Regions from separate parts of the Mus musculus genome. Here region 1 is linked to region 2. A link is a contact called in public Hi-C data. All regions are on one chromosome and are shown on one strand. The core of a region is the stretch at or near the end of the contact, and the rest is flanking DNA. Distances in the headings are between cores, read along the strand shown.

Region 1 (7,438 bases), core at 3,760-6,259, 260 kb before region 2:
AGCACTTGTAGCCCTTGCAGAGGACCGGGGTTCTGTTCCCAGCACCCACACCATTCACAACTGTCCCTAACTCCAGTCTCAGCAGATCTCATACCCTATCTGGCTTCAACAGGCACACATATGGTGCACAGACACACACTCAGGTAAAGTACCCATACATATAACAATTTTTAAAAAGAGAAAACAAGCCAGGCGTGGTGGTGCATGCCTTTAATCTCAGCACTTGGGAGGCAGAGGCAGGCGAATTTCTGAGTTCAAGGCTAGCCTGGTCTACAGAGTGAGTTCCAGGACAGCCAGGGCTATACAGAGAAATCCTGTCTTGAAAAACCAGAGAGAGAGAGAGAGAGAGAGAGAGAGAGAGAGAGAGAGAGAGAGAGAGAGAGAGAGAGAACAAAACAACAACAGCAAAATCTAGACCAGTCCTGGTAGCACCCACTTAACCCCAGCACTCAAGGGGTGGATCTCTGTGAGTTCAAGGCCAGCCTGGTCTAGGGAATGAGATCCTGTTTACATAGATAAATGATGTCAGACAAAGGATCCTAACTTAATTTTACTACCAGATACTTTAAACACGAAGATCTGGCCGGGCGGTGGTGGCGTACGCCTTTAGTCCCAGCACTCGGGAGGCAGAGGCAGGTGGACTTCTGAGTTCGAGGCCAGCCTGGTCTACAGAGTGAGTTCCAGGACAGCCAGGGCTACACAGAGAAACCCTGTCTCGAAAAACAAAACAAAAAAAAAAAAAAAAAAAAAAAAACCACGAAGATCTGGTTATATTGGAGGTAAATGAGTAGAGACAAGACTTGTTGGCTACCATGGCTATGTTCCAGTCTGAGGTACTTATGCCTCATATCCACAGAAGACACTCAGACAAAGCAACAACAAATACATCTGAACCTAATAACACAACTACCAAACACATAAGGCAAGAGTTGGCAGTACCAAAGAGACAGACTGATCCAGAATCAGAGTAGGACTGGTTTAATTCTTTTCTTTTCCTTAGACAGCATGTCTCTATGTAGACCAAGCTGGCCTGAAAGTCACAAAGATCCACCTGCCTCTGTCTCCCTAGTTCTGGGATTAAAGGTGTGAGCCACCATGTCTGGCTTTAAAAACCATTGTTTTGGGGGCTGGTAAGATGGCTCAGTGGTTAAGAGTGCCGACTGCTCTTCTGAAGGTCCCGAGTTCAAATCCCAGCAACCACATGGTGGCTCACAACCATCCGTAATGAAATCTGATGCCCTCTTCTGGAGTATCTGAGGACAGCTACAGTGTACTTACTTATATATGTAAATATAATAAATAAATAAATCTTTTAAAAAAACATTGTTTTATGTGTGTATCTGTATGTGTGTGATGGTGTAATGTGAGTGCACACTGTGGTTACAGGCGGGTACAATCTCTCAGGTCATTTTGTGGGTGCTGGGATCTGAGCTGCTCTTCATGACTGCTGAGCAATTGCACATGGTGGCTGAGTCGCCTACATCCTGTCACGCTGCCTTGGTTGTTGGCTTTTACATTTCACTTCACATATGTGACTATTTTCCCTGTGTGTATGTCTGTGCACTGGGTGTGGTACAGTGCCTGTAGAAGCCAGGGGAGTTGGTTGTGAGCCCCCGTGTGGGTGCTCGGAACTGAACCTCTGGAACAGCAGTCAGTGCTCTTAATCTGAGCCATTTCTCCAGTCCATTTTATCATTTGATTTCATTAACCATTATTTGTAGTGTTATTATACATCTCTACTAGCTAGTTTTATGTCAACTCGACATAAGCTAATCATCAGAGTAGGAAACCTCAACTGAGAAAACGCCTCCTTCCATATGATTAGACTAAGCCAAGTGGTAGAGGCCAGCCTGGTCTACAAAGTTAATTCCCAGGACAGCTAGGGCTACCCACAGAGACCATGTCTCAAACAAACAAACAAACAACAAGAAAAGGAAGGCTGAGCAAGCCATGGCGAGGCAGCTGTAAGCAGTCCCTTCTGTGGCCTCTGCATCAGCTCCTGCCTCCAGGTTCCTGGGCTGTGGGAGTTCCTGCCCTAACATCCCTCAATGGGTGTGAAGTGTAAGCCTGACAGACCCTCCCCTTCCTAATTGCTTTCGGGCATGAAATTCATCACAACACAGAGACTGATGAGGACACTGCTGTGTGCATGCAGGTGTCCCCAGAGGTCTGAGGATGGCTCCTGGAACTGTGATTACAGAATGTTGTGAGCCTCTGGGCTCTGGAAACCATTCAGGTCCTCCATAAGAATAGCCCTGAGCCCCTCTCAAGCCCCGTGTGCACCACACAGGAACAGGCAGAGGTTAGAACAGCTCAGAACTACAGTACCATGTTGGCCAGACTAGCCTGAGAACACAGAAAAGCTGTGTGGAGGTAGGCAGGTCTCTGTGAGTCTGAGGCTACATAGCAACTTCCAAGACAGCCAGGGATATACATTGAGACCCTGTCTTATGCAACAACAACAACAACAATGAAAAACCTCATGTTTATAAGCCAGAGCTGTGGAGGTAAAGGCAAGGTCCCTGGGACTGGCTACTCACTCTGTCTTGACGAACTGGCCACTGGCCAGTGAGAACCTATCTCAAAAAACAATATGGTGCCAGGCATGTGGTGAGGAGGCAGAGGCAGATGGAGTTCTGTGAATTCCAGGCTAACCTGGTCTACATAGTAGCACCCTGTCTAATAAAAATGAAAGAAAAACCGAGTTCCAGAAGTGCGGTTACCTGTCCACGGTCACTACAGGGTCCACAGCAGAACCTGGCTCGCTGACTCCAGTCAACAAGGGTGACCACAGCCCTCTCCTTCAGGACAGGTCCCAGGGATGTCCTCGGTCCTGGAGCGGTCACCGTGTCCCCCAGGCCCTCAAGACACCCCTGGCTTCAACAATGAGCCAGCATGAGGTCAGCAACTGAGCCCCCATTCTGTGACCTCTGCAACCCAAATTTTCATCCAAATCCCAGAACACTCATGTGTACAGAGACACCTGTGAGACAAAACCCCAGCATGCTAGGAGGAGCTGTCAGCAGGCTCACAATCAGCGATTGTCATCAGACCATGATGCCCATGTCACAGGGAAAGTGGGGCTTGGACCATGGGGAGCACAATTCATGGTAACCCCACCTACACAGTAAGTTCAAGGCTTCCCTGGGCTACATAAGGCCCTATTTAAAAAAGAAAAGGAAAGCCACCAGGTGATACAGGGCCTGATAAGAGTTCAGAGGGGGAGAAACAGGGTTATGGTGTGGGGATCGGAGAGGAAATGGAGGGGCACCAGGGCAGTGGTCTAGGGATGCCTGTGAGCACATCTCTGAGACCCCTCTGCTCCATCTTAGTCACACAGAGCAAGCCCACCCTACCTTGGTGCTGGAGAAGGAAAACAGGCTCACAGGGTTGGTGCCCAAGGGACAGTACCATCATGGCTTGAGGGACCCAAATACAATCTCTAAGGGCCTAGCTACCTACCGCAGTCCAGAGAATGCAGACATTCTTGGCAAGAGCTGGGTGACAGAGTGTGGTACCCCCACCAGCCCACTCACCTATCCCCAGAGCTGAAGCCACCAGCCCTGACAGCCAGCCTTGGGAACCGGGGCACCCAAATGTCTTTATGACTCCAGGTGAGTTCCGACCAATCCCCAGCAGCATTTAGGGGAAAGGGTTCTAGAGCTTGGAACTGGGGCCCCTGACAGGACAAGAGGATCTGAGCTGTCCTGATGGTCCAACAGGGAAGGAAAATTAGGGCTCTGAGCATAGAGCTAGCCTTCCCCCCTCTTGCCTTGTGTTTGGAGGGAGTTCTGTCACCACCTGACATAGCTGCTGAGCCTCCAAGATGTCCTGGAGACATCTCCTGGAGGGCATGAAAAGACACGTGCAAAGCTTCATATGGCCTGCAACAGTCAAGCACCGAGAGTTTATGGATTTTGGTGAGTTCCAGGCCAGCCTGGGCTGCATATGGAGACCCTGTGTAGAAAAAAATAAAAGGTCATGCAGTGTGAGCCACAGCCCTAGGAGGGGGCAGATGGAGTGAAGCCAATGTTCTGGGCCACCTCCCCAGGCTGGGCTCATACCCAGTGTGAGTCATAGATGCTCCAGCCAAGGCTGACACACACCTTGGCCTATGCACAGCAGGCTCAAGCCAGAACCACTTCGCCTGGCCAAGGGGCTACTAGAACAAGGCCTCTATGCAAAGAGCAGACATACAACCCTGTGGCTTTTCCCTGCCTCTCTCCTCTGTCCTTTAGCTGTTGTGAGCACTTCTAGTGAGCCTTTTGTTTCTTTGGGCACCTAGATATGGTGGTCTTAGCCCATGTGCTAGATGAGACTCAGGGAAAGAAATGTACTTGAATTGCAGAGCCAGCCTTTCAATGCTGGGGAACAGAACTCTGAGCCCAGGCCCCCTGGGCACATGATGTGCTCTGTCAAGAGTCCTTGGTGTTTTGAGATAGGCTCCTTATATACCCCAGGCTGGACTGAAACTCATGGCCCTTCTGCCTCTACATTGCAAGTGCTTAAGTCACAGGCTTGCAGGGCCCAGCCTGGCTCTGATCAGCTGACTGGAAACACTCCCAACATCAACAAAACCTCATTGGGCCGCTGTGGTGGCACATGCCTTTAGTCCCAGAGGTGGGAAAAACTGAGTTCGAGGCCAGTCTGGGCTATACAGTAAGACATCATCTCAAACAACACAAATCTTTATAAAGATCCAGATTCCATCTAACACTACAAAAGCAGAACACTGCAGACACTGGTGTACATGGTATCCCAACATTTCAAGGGCCAAAGGAGAGGTCAGAGTTCAAATTTCTACTATGCTGTTCACAGCCTGTAGAACAGGTTTCTGGGCCACTGCTGTGTAATAGGGGTACAATAATCTTGGCCCAGCTGGGCAGTGGTGGCACACACCTTTGATCCCAGCACTTGGGAGGCAGAGGCAGGAGGATTTCTGAGTTTGAGGTCAGCTTGGTCTATAAAGTGAGTTCCAGGATAGCCAAGGCTACAGGAGAAAAACCCTGTCTCAAAAAAAAAAAAAAACCCACAAAACAACAATAATAATAATCATCTTGGCCCTGAGAGGGACAGGGAAGAGGGGAACCAAGATCAGGACACCCCCTTTTCAGAGCACATAAGATAGAGGCCCACAAAGGAAGAGTATAGCTTTCATAGCTGCTGCAAAACTCCACCATGGTACCCAAGCTGGAACTCTTATGTGCCCGAAGCTCAGGAGAGTGCCTGCCCAGGAAACTCAGCCCTGGGCTCCATCCTCACACTGTATGAACTAGATTGTCATCCCAGCATCCAGGGAACCTATGTTCAAGCCTTTTCATTACTAGCTTTAGTCTTACTAGACAGGGTGTGTAGCCTGGGCTGGTCTAGGATTGAGGAGTCTCCCGCCTCGGCCTCCCAAATGTTAGGATGATGCCAGAACCAAGCTGGACCCACAAGAGTTCCATTCAGGGCGGGCAGGCAGGCACTCAGCAGCTGTCTAGGGACACCTGCCACCCACTGGGACTTACCATGTGACCTATCACCCACAGTGACACCCTGAGAGCCTCAAGACCCAGGGTCTCAACAGCAGTGGCCAGGGCTGACAGGAAACTGTATATATAACATGGGGGAGGGGAGGGGAGACGAGACCTAGGGTCAGATGTTCCCACTGGGCTGAGCTGGACGACCTTGATTAATCTGCTCTAAGCCCAGGGCACTGAAAACGGAGATGAAACAGGCAGGTGTGATGGCACATACCTTTAACCCCAGCACTCAGGAAGCAGAGGCAGGGGGAGCTCTGGCTGGTCTGCATAGAAAGTTCCAGAACAGTCAAGACTACATGAAGTATCCTTGTCTCAAAAATAAAGATGCTATGTGACTCAAGACAATTGCTTTACTTCGCTGAATATTGTTTCCTCAAAATAGAGCAGGTGCTGCGAGAAGGGGGCGTGTCAGGGAGATATTTAAATGCACCTACATGATTCTAGGCTCCCACATAGACTTGCAGAGAAGGCTCTGGGTCTGAGGTACCCTTTGAAACCAACAAAGGCGAATAAAATCTAGTGAGCACAGGCTGCAAGCCCAGCTCTTTTCTGTATGGATGAATCCCGGAGGCCCCAAGCTTGTAAGCACTTCCTTCTGCCCCTTCCCATGTAGTCACTCTTCTTCCTAAAGGATATACCAGCTAAATTGATAGGCTAGTCCAGGATTGCGTCCTGGTGCCACCTGGACCTGGGCCGACAGCGTGCACCTAGGTGGCGCTCGCTGCGCAGCAGATGTGCAGGCACGGCCCGCGCCCACGCCGCGTTCCCCCCCCCCAGGGGGGGGGGGAAGAAGGGGAGGAAAGAGGTTAGAGGAGGAGGGAGGGGGATGGGAGAGGGCTAGCCCCGCCCACCCTCAGCCCAGGCGGGGGAAGAAGGAGGCGGACAGCCAAGCTGGCGTAACGAAGACTTTACTGAAAACACAAAACCGGCGAACCAAGGATTACGGAACAGGAATGTGGACTCGTAGCAAAACAAAACCAAACAAAAAGAGAGGGGATGGTGTCGGGAGGAGAGAGAGCGGGGGGGGGGGGAGGGGAGAGGGTTTTTTTTTTCTTCTTCCCGTTTCTTTAAAAAACCAACACAAGGAAACACACACTCAACACGCAACCAACGTTTGTTCCCGAGTAGAAACATAAATAGGGCGGAATCGGACACTCCCGTTCTCTCTTCCAAAAGGCAAAAAAAAAAGGAAAGGCAGAGCGTGAGGCTGCGCGCCCCTTAGAGCCCCTACTCGGAGGTACAAAGGGGCAGCCACGCGCAGGACTGGGGGTAGAGAGGCGGCGCGAGGGCGGGGGTCGTGCGCTCGGGTTCCCCATCCAGAGTTAAGGGGGGTCCGGCTTGTCGAGTCCGGGGGCACCGAGTCTCGAAAGAGTCCGGGGCGCCCCCCCACCGCAGCTAGTCCGCGCATGCGCCCCGCGCTCGGGCTCAGTACGCCGGGACCTGGTGCTGGGGCAGCAGCTGGCAGCCGCTGTTGACGTGGCTGAGGACTTTCTGTTTGAGCTGCGCCACCTGCTCGCGCAGCAGGCTGGCGGTGGACGCCAGCTCGGTGTTCTGGCTTTTGAGGGTCTTGACTTTCTCCTCCAGGCGCGAGATACGCTCCAGCTTGCGCTTGCGGCATTTGGAGGCGGCGATGCGGTTGCGCAGCCTCTTGCGCTCCGCCTTGATGCGTTCTTGCGTGTCCATGTCGATGGGCGACAGCGGAGGGCTGTCGCCGAAGCTCGGCACGTCCGGCACGGTCTGCGGCTCGTCCTTGAGCGCGGCCAGGCGCGGTGGATGCGGAGGTGGCGGCGGCCCCAGCGCGCCCGGGGGCGGCGGGAAGGGCACTGGCTCCGCGGCGAAAGCCACGGTGGCCGCGCCCCCAGGGGGCCCGGCGCCACCCGCGAAACTGCTCAGGTTGGCGTAGACCGGGGTCT
Region 2 (6,760 bases), core at 1,280-3,779:
ATTTTATTTATTATATGTAAGTACACTGTAGCTGTCTTCAGACACCAGAGACGGAATCAGGTCTTGTTACAGATGGTTGTGAGCCACCATGTGGTTGCTGCGATTTGAACTCAGGACCTCTGGAAGAGCAGTGAGTGCTCTTAACCACTGCTCCATCTTAACCATCTCTCCAGCCCCTACAGGAGCCATTTGTATTCAGACTACCACACTTCCTACTGAGCCATCTCTCCAGACCCTGCCTGGGAACGTTCAATCCTTCTGCCTCAGTTTCCCCAATGCTGGCATGACAAGTGTGAGGAAATAAGGGAGGGGGACACCTGGGTGTATGATTCTCTCCATATCTCCCTCATCCATCCTGGGAGGCAGTGACCAATGGATCCAGTCGTCGTCAGGCCATTGTTCCACCACTCTGGGGGATAGGACTGATAAGTTACAGCCAAGGCTGTGGGGTGAATGGAGTGAGGACACAGCCCCCAGGTGGTTACCTGCTGACCTCTACTCCCTCCCAGCCCATGTCTGCTCTGTTCTCCTGTGTCTGTGATGGGTTCCCTTCAGACCAGAGTAAATGGCAGAGACAGCTGGTGTTTATCAATGCACATTAATTTCACTAAAGCCTTCTAAAGCCATGGGAGACAGCCAGGATCACAGTCAGAGCCCAATTATAGCCAGGGGTCCCCCTTCCAGGCAGCTGTAGGCTTTGTCTGTGCCTTTGACCTCTCAGGACAATAGTGAGAACTAGCTGGTAGACAGAAGTGTGTCCCATCTCCCCTCTTCCTGGCAGAGATGGTGGTCTCAGGCATTGCCAGGTAGGAAAGATGGACCTAAGTAAATTTGGAAGGACACAATGGCCCCAGTAGCGGAAAGGCCTGTGTCTCCAGCTTCACACAGTTCAAAGTCTTACCACCTTGAGGCTCTGTTTTCCTCTGTGTGGTCTGGGTTTCATACAGTCTCCTTCAGCACAGCATGTGTGTGTGTGTGCATGTGTGCCACAGACATGTGTGCCTTTTTCTGATCCCTTCTACTTCTTCATGTGAAGCAGAGCATCCCACTGAATGGAACGTGAGGCTCCCCTTTCAGTAGAGTGATTGGCCAGTCCCCTATCTGCAGCACTCAATGGCCACGCCAAACTTTAATGTGTGTGCCTGTACAGCAAATGCTAGCATAACGGAGCCTTCTCTCTAGCTCTATTTGTTTTTATTTATTTATTGCTTGCTTTTCTTTTCTTTTTTTTTTTTCTGAGGCAGGGTTTCTCTGTGTAGCCCTGACTGGGTAATCGCTTTGTAGACCAGGCTGGCCTTGAACTCAAAGAGAACTGCCTGCCTCTGCTGGGATTAAAGGCACGTGCCACTATGCCTGACCTTAGCTCTCTAATTTTTCTTTCTTTCTTTTTTTTCAAGACAGGGTTTCTCTGTAGTCCTGGCTGTCCTGGAACTCACTCTGTAGACTAGGCTGGCCTGGAACTCAGAAGTCTGCCTGCCTCTGCCTCCTGAATACTGGGATTAAAGGTGTGTGCCACCACTGCCTGGCAATATTTTTAAATTTAAAACATTTATCTATGTATCTCTGTGTGTGTGTGTGTGTGTGTGTGTGTGTGTGTGTGCACATGCTATGTGTATATTTAACTTCTTGCCAAGGCCAGAAGAGGGCGTTGGATTTCTAGAACCTTAGTTGCAAGGGCATATGAGCTATTCCATGGGATCACAAAGTCAGGTCTTTCTCGAGGACAGCAGGTGCCCTTAGTCTCTGAGCAATCTTTCCATCTTTCCAGAGAGCCCCCCCCCATTTGTCTTTTTTTCTCCGTGTCCTGTGTCACAGGCTGGTTTGAACTCACTCTACAGGTAAGGGTGGCTTGAATTCCCCATCCCCTTGGCTCCAGCTGGTCGTACCATCATGGCCAGTACTGTCTTTTTTCTTAGAAGGCGCAGCACATTTCTCCCATTTGAAACTTTATTATAAGTGTGGTGTGTGTGTGTGTGTGTGTGTGTGTGTGTGTGTGTGTGTGTGTGTGTATTGCTGGGGACCGAACCCCGGCTTCTGTGTGCCAAGTCAGGCTCTGCCCAGGAACTGTACTTTGGGACCCCTGCTCAATTCCTGGTAGGAAGTCTGCTCCCTTCCCCGGCTGTGTAGCCCAGGGCCCACTCTGTTCATGCCTGTGCCCTGGAATACAGCAGGCGCGCCAACAAGTCCTCAGCGAATGCTGGAGTCCAGTGAATGCAGGCATCAGTTCTGCCGTGTCCTCTGCCACTCAAGTCCCTCGCTGATGGGACAGGACCCGGACCGCTGTCCAGCGAACCACGCGCACTGCAGTGCGCCTGCGTAGGCACGCCCCTCCCAGGCTCCCGACGCGTTGCCCAGGCACGCGCAGGCGTGTTCACCCCAACGCCACACGCCTCTCCCGCGCGCCGGCGCCACGCTCTGGGCCGTGCTTGCGCCTGCGCGTTCTCTCCGGCCGTGGGCCCGGCCGGCGCCTGCGCGGTGGCTCCCGAGAGTGGGGGGGGCCAGGAGGTGGAGGAGGAGTAGGAGTAGGAGGAGGCGGCGAGAAGATGGCGACTTCGAACAATCCGCGGAAATTTAGCGAGAAGATCGCACTGCACAACCAGAAGCAGGCGGAGGAGACGGCGGCCTTCGAGGAGGTCATGAAGGACCTGAGCCTGACGCGGGCCGCGCGGGTGAGAGCGCGGGGGAGGGGAGGGGAGGAGGGAGGGGAGGAGGAAGAGACGCGGGGGCGGGGCTGCGGCCGCCGCAGGTGTCCCCACGCCGCCACAGCGCTGAGCGGCTGCTCGCGAGATTGCTCTTTGGACTTGACAGGTGGTCCCATCGCAGCTACCTGAGTGGACTGGTGTCATCTATTATTGTTGTCTGAGGGGACATGTGCCATCATCATAGCTATCAGAATGGACACGTGTCACCCCCCTGATTGCTACCTGATGGTACAGGGACTGCATCATTGCTACCTCGTAGGACCTACGACTCCATCATTGCTACCTGAGGGGGCAGGTGTCACCCTTCATTGCTACCTGGTGGGGCAGGTGTCACCCTTCATTGCTACCTGGTGGGATAGGTGCCACCATCTTTGCTACCTTCAGGGAGAGTTGTTCCCTTAGTGTTATCTGTGTGGATAAGTGGCCCCATTGTTGCTACCTTGAGGGGATAGTTGTCACCCTTTATGCTACTTGAGTGGACAGGTCTCCATTAATGCTACCTGAGTGGACGGTTGTCACCCTTCATTGTTACCTAAAGGAAAGGGGTCCTTTCATCGTTATTTGAGGGCACAGTTGTCACTCCATTGGCACCTGAGGAGGAGGTGATACTGTATCATTGTCACCTGTGCCTTCCTTGGTACTCCTACTTCTGCCGTGAAGGAGATGTTATCCCTCCTGGATAGCTGAGGATATCCCTCCTCCATGTTTGGAGTCAGCATAGAGGTGGCTGCTTGGTTCCCATGCATGACAGGGAACAGCTGCCAACAGACTGGGTGGCTGGGCCATTTGACAGGCATAGCTGGCCTTGCTAGGTTCTTGGCCAAGTGGAGTGGATGCGGAGCCTTATCCTTCCATGTCAAGTGTGTGTCATCAGACTTTCCTCAAGGGTGAAGGAGGTGATGCTGGTGTGTGGCATGTTCTGCACACCCTCAGACCTGGGTTCTGAGTCCCATGTGACCTGCCAGGGGTACTTACATGAGGCTTGGATTCATCAGTGGGCACCTTTGGGTCAGGTAATCTTATAGTCAGTTGCTTGTTTCTCCAAGATTGTGGCATCGTAGGCGAAAGTGAGTGATTGAATGTGGTGGTTTTCTCACTTTCAATCAGACTCTGTCCCCAAAGCCCTCGGGGCGGGGGAGGGGGGTGAAGGGGGGCATGTTCTCCCTCAGTGTATTGAGAAAGGCATTGAGAAAGGGCAATGAATGAACAAATAAACAGTGTATCATCTGCCGGGTGGAGATGGTGGTGCACAACTAATCCCAGCACTCGGGAGGCAGAGGCAGGATGATCTCTGAGTCCAAGGCCAGCCTGGTCTACAGAGTGAGTTCCAGGGCAGCAGGAGCTACACAGAGAAATCCTGTCTCCAAAAGCCAAACCAAAACAAACAAAAAGTGTTACCATCCCTGTGTTACTTACAGGGCAGTTGAGTTTGCTTCTTGTTTCTAGCACATAGTAGGTGTCTGCATACAGTTGGTGTCAAATGTTTGCAGTGTAACCAGAACAAAGAGTTTCATAGTTGACGTTTTGATGGACATCTGGTTTCTTCCTGGGATTGAGAGTGAATGATGTGGAGGAGGTGACTGAGGCAAGGCCTCGTGTAGCACAGATGAGCCTTGATCTCACTGAGGAGCTGAGGATGCCTTTGGATGCTCCTGCCTGCACTTCCTGAGCCCTTAGAGGTTCTGCAAGGATGGAACAGCCTGATTGGAATGTAGTTGAGAAGGAAGGTCTGTGTGTGTGACCAGTGGCGCTCACCAGCTTCTTTGAATCATATAACCTATACCACCCTCTTCCAGAACTGTTTCATTGCCCTAGAGGAGATTGGCCCCTCAGGCAGCCTAGCCACATCCCCTCCCTATGCTTACGGCTGTTCTGGGATCACAGCCCTCTCTGTCTTAGTGGAGTTGGTCTCCATGCTCAAACCATCCATGTAGCATTTGCCCATGCCCCATTTCTTATTAAGAACGAGGCAGGTTGGTGATAAAGGTAGATGATAAACGCTGGATAAAGGTGCTTTCTGCCAAACCCAAGGACCTGAGTTCAGTCTTTGGGACCCATTTGGTAGGAGAGAACTGACCCCTGAAACTTGTCCTCTGGTTTCTGTATGTACAGTGTCCCATGAATAGCTTGAGTTCAAAATATATATAATATGGTAGCACATGCTTGTCTCTCGGCAGTCTGAAGGTTGAGGCAGTAGGATCACTGTGAGTTTGAGGTCTTTAAAGCTAGCTTAGGCTGTAAAGCAAGGCAATTAAAAAAAAGTGGGGGCCTGCTACGGTCATGGTGTGGTAAGGTGAAGTGCATGTCAAAAAGCCCAAGGACCGAACGTTCACTTGAGCCAGGATGATCTCCAGGCCCTGTCCACCCCAGCCTTGCTAGCCACTCAGTGGGCTGGGAAGATGCTCAGTGGTAACTGCACTGGCTGAGGGCTCAAGTTCATTTCCTATCATCCACAGCAGACAGGTTACCACTGCCAGTGACTCCAGCTCCAAGGGCACCTGAACTCACATGCAGCTACACACACTAGCCATAATGTAAAAATTAAAATTGGCCAGGCATGATGGTAGTTGCATATCTTTGATCCTAGCACTCGGGAAGCAGAGGCAGGTGGGTCTGTGTGAGTTTGAGGCCAGCCTTGTCTACCCAGGGTGTTTCAGGATAGCCTGGGCTACATAGAGAAAGCCTATCTTGAAAAATAAGCAAGGTGAAGGCTCCTAAAGAACAGTGCCTGAGATCAGACTGTCTCTACACACATGCACACACATGGTTGAGCTTGGACTGTCTCTACACACATGTACACACACATGCACATTCATGGGCGCACACAAAAGTAAAAGCATAATAAAATTTACCTATTGAATGTTTCTTTTTTTCTTTAAGTGACTACATTTTGATTGATGCTGAGAATTATGCCTGTGCTATGGTAACTTTGTAGGAATGGTCACTTCCCACCATGTGGGTCCCAGAGGTCACAGGTGGGTCACCAGGCTTGGCAGCAAGCCCCTTCCTTCACCCTCTACCTGCTGAGTCATCTTGATGACCCCCTTAATGGTTATCGCACATCTTGGGTCCACCAGCTTGTGCCTGTCCCTCTGTCACTTCGTCCCCTTTGAGGTGTCAGATGGCCTGGTGGCGCCAGATCATTCTGTCTGCTGGACATGTGGGATCCTCTCCTCTCAGCCCCTTGGGGACAGTACCCTAAACACGGGTGTCTATGCCACATGGAATGACAGCAGGGCCATTGGAGACTGTACTGGGGCCATGTGGGGGTGCAGATGAGAGGGCTAGCCTGAGCAGTGGGCCGTCTGGAGTTTCTTCTTAGCAGAACTTTCTAGACATAGAAGGAAGGAGGGTGGGATGGCCTTGCTGGTGGGAGTAGCATATGTGTCACTTGTTGGCCATTGGCTTGAAACACTGGGTTCCTGATGTGGCTGATACTCAGTATCTTGGACTACAGGAGCTGGGCCATAGAGCATCCTTATTTATTAGGTGTGGTGGCACCTGTGTGTTGTCCCAGATGCTTGGGAGGTTGAAGCGTGAAGATCCTAGAGGCCAAGTATTTGAGGCCCTCTCTTACAGAATCAGTAGTGCAGGCTAGCCCTGCCTGGGCTGAGGGGTGCCATTCTGGCTTTACCTGTGACAGGGGTGGCTTTGCTGAAAATAGGGGTTGGAATATTTGTTATGTGTGTGTGTATGTGTGTGTAGATCAGAGGACAGCTTGCTGGAATTGGTTCTTGCCTTTTCTCATGTGTGTCCCAGAGGTTGAACTCAGGTCACCGAACTTGGAAGGAATCATCTTTATGCTTGCTAAGCCATCTAGCTGGTCCTTTGGTACTTTATCTTGTACTGCTACCAGGGCTGTCTGTTGCCATCTGTGACCTCTGCAGAGGAAATATCCCAAGCTGCTTTCAAGAAGATAGGGGTGCCACCCTCATCACTGTCCTGCCTTCTAGAAGCCCCTCTAGGTTGTGGGTAGCTGTAAGCATGTGAAAACCATCTGTCCATGTTCAGCCCCAGGACCTGGCAGAGAGAGTTTTGTTGGCGAAAGGACTCTGTAG

The links. Hi-C and Micro-C count contacts between places; a contact is called where the count stands out from the background.
Region 1: a Hi-C map of CD4 T cells shows a contact between it and region 2, with 2.9 times the contacts expected there. The contact joins the promoter of Iqcn here to the promoter of Crtc1 in region 2. A contact is called at or near these places in 1 of 484 Hi-C or Micro-C datasets (CD4 T cells) and 2 of 115 datasets of contacts at active chromatin or transcription factors (embryonic stem cells and pancreatic cancer cells).

Annotation. Positions count from the first base shown.
Region 1 is chr8:70,699,596-70,707,033 of GRCm38.p6, reverse strand. It overlaps Iqcn (IQ motif containing N), which reads right to left and starts at 5,009. Exons shown (of 4, transcript NM_001370847.1): 1 at 3,463-5,009. It overlaps Jund (jun D proto-oncogene), which reads right to left. Exons shown (of 1, transcript NM_010592.5): 1 at 6,418-7,438. The coding sequence ends at 6,951. Gm34255 (a long non-coding RNA gene) reads left to right here. Exons shown (of 3, transcript XR_379077.3): 3 at 1-167.
Region 2 is chr8:70,435,342-70,442,101 of GRCm38.p6, reverse strand. Crtc1 (CREB regulated transcription coactivator 1) reads left to right here and starts at 2,529. Exons shown (of 14, transcript NM_001004062.2): 1 at 2,529-2,669. The coding sequence starts at 2,544.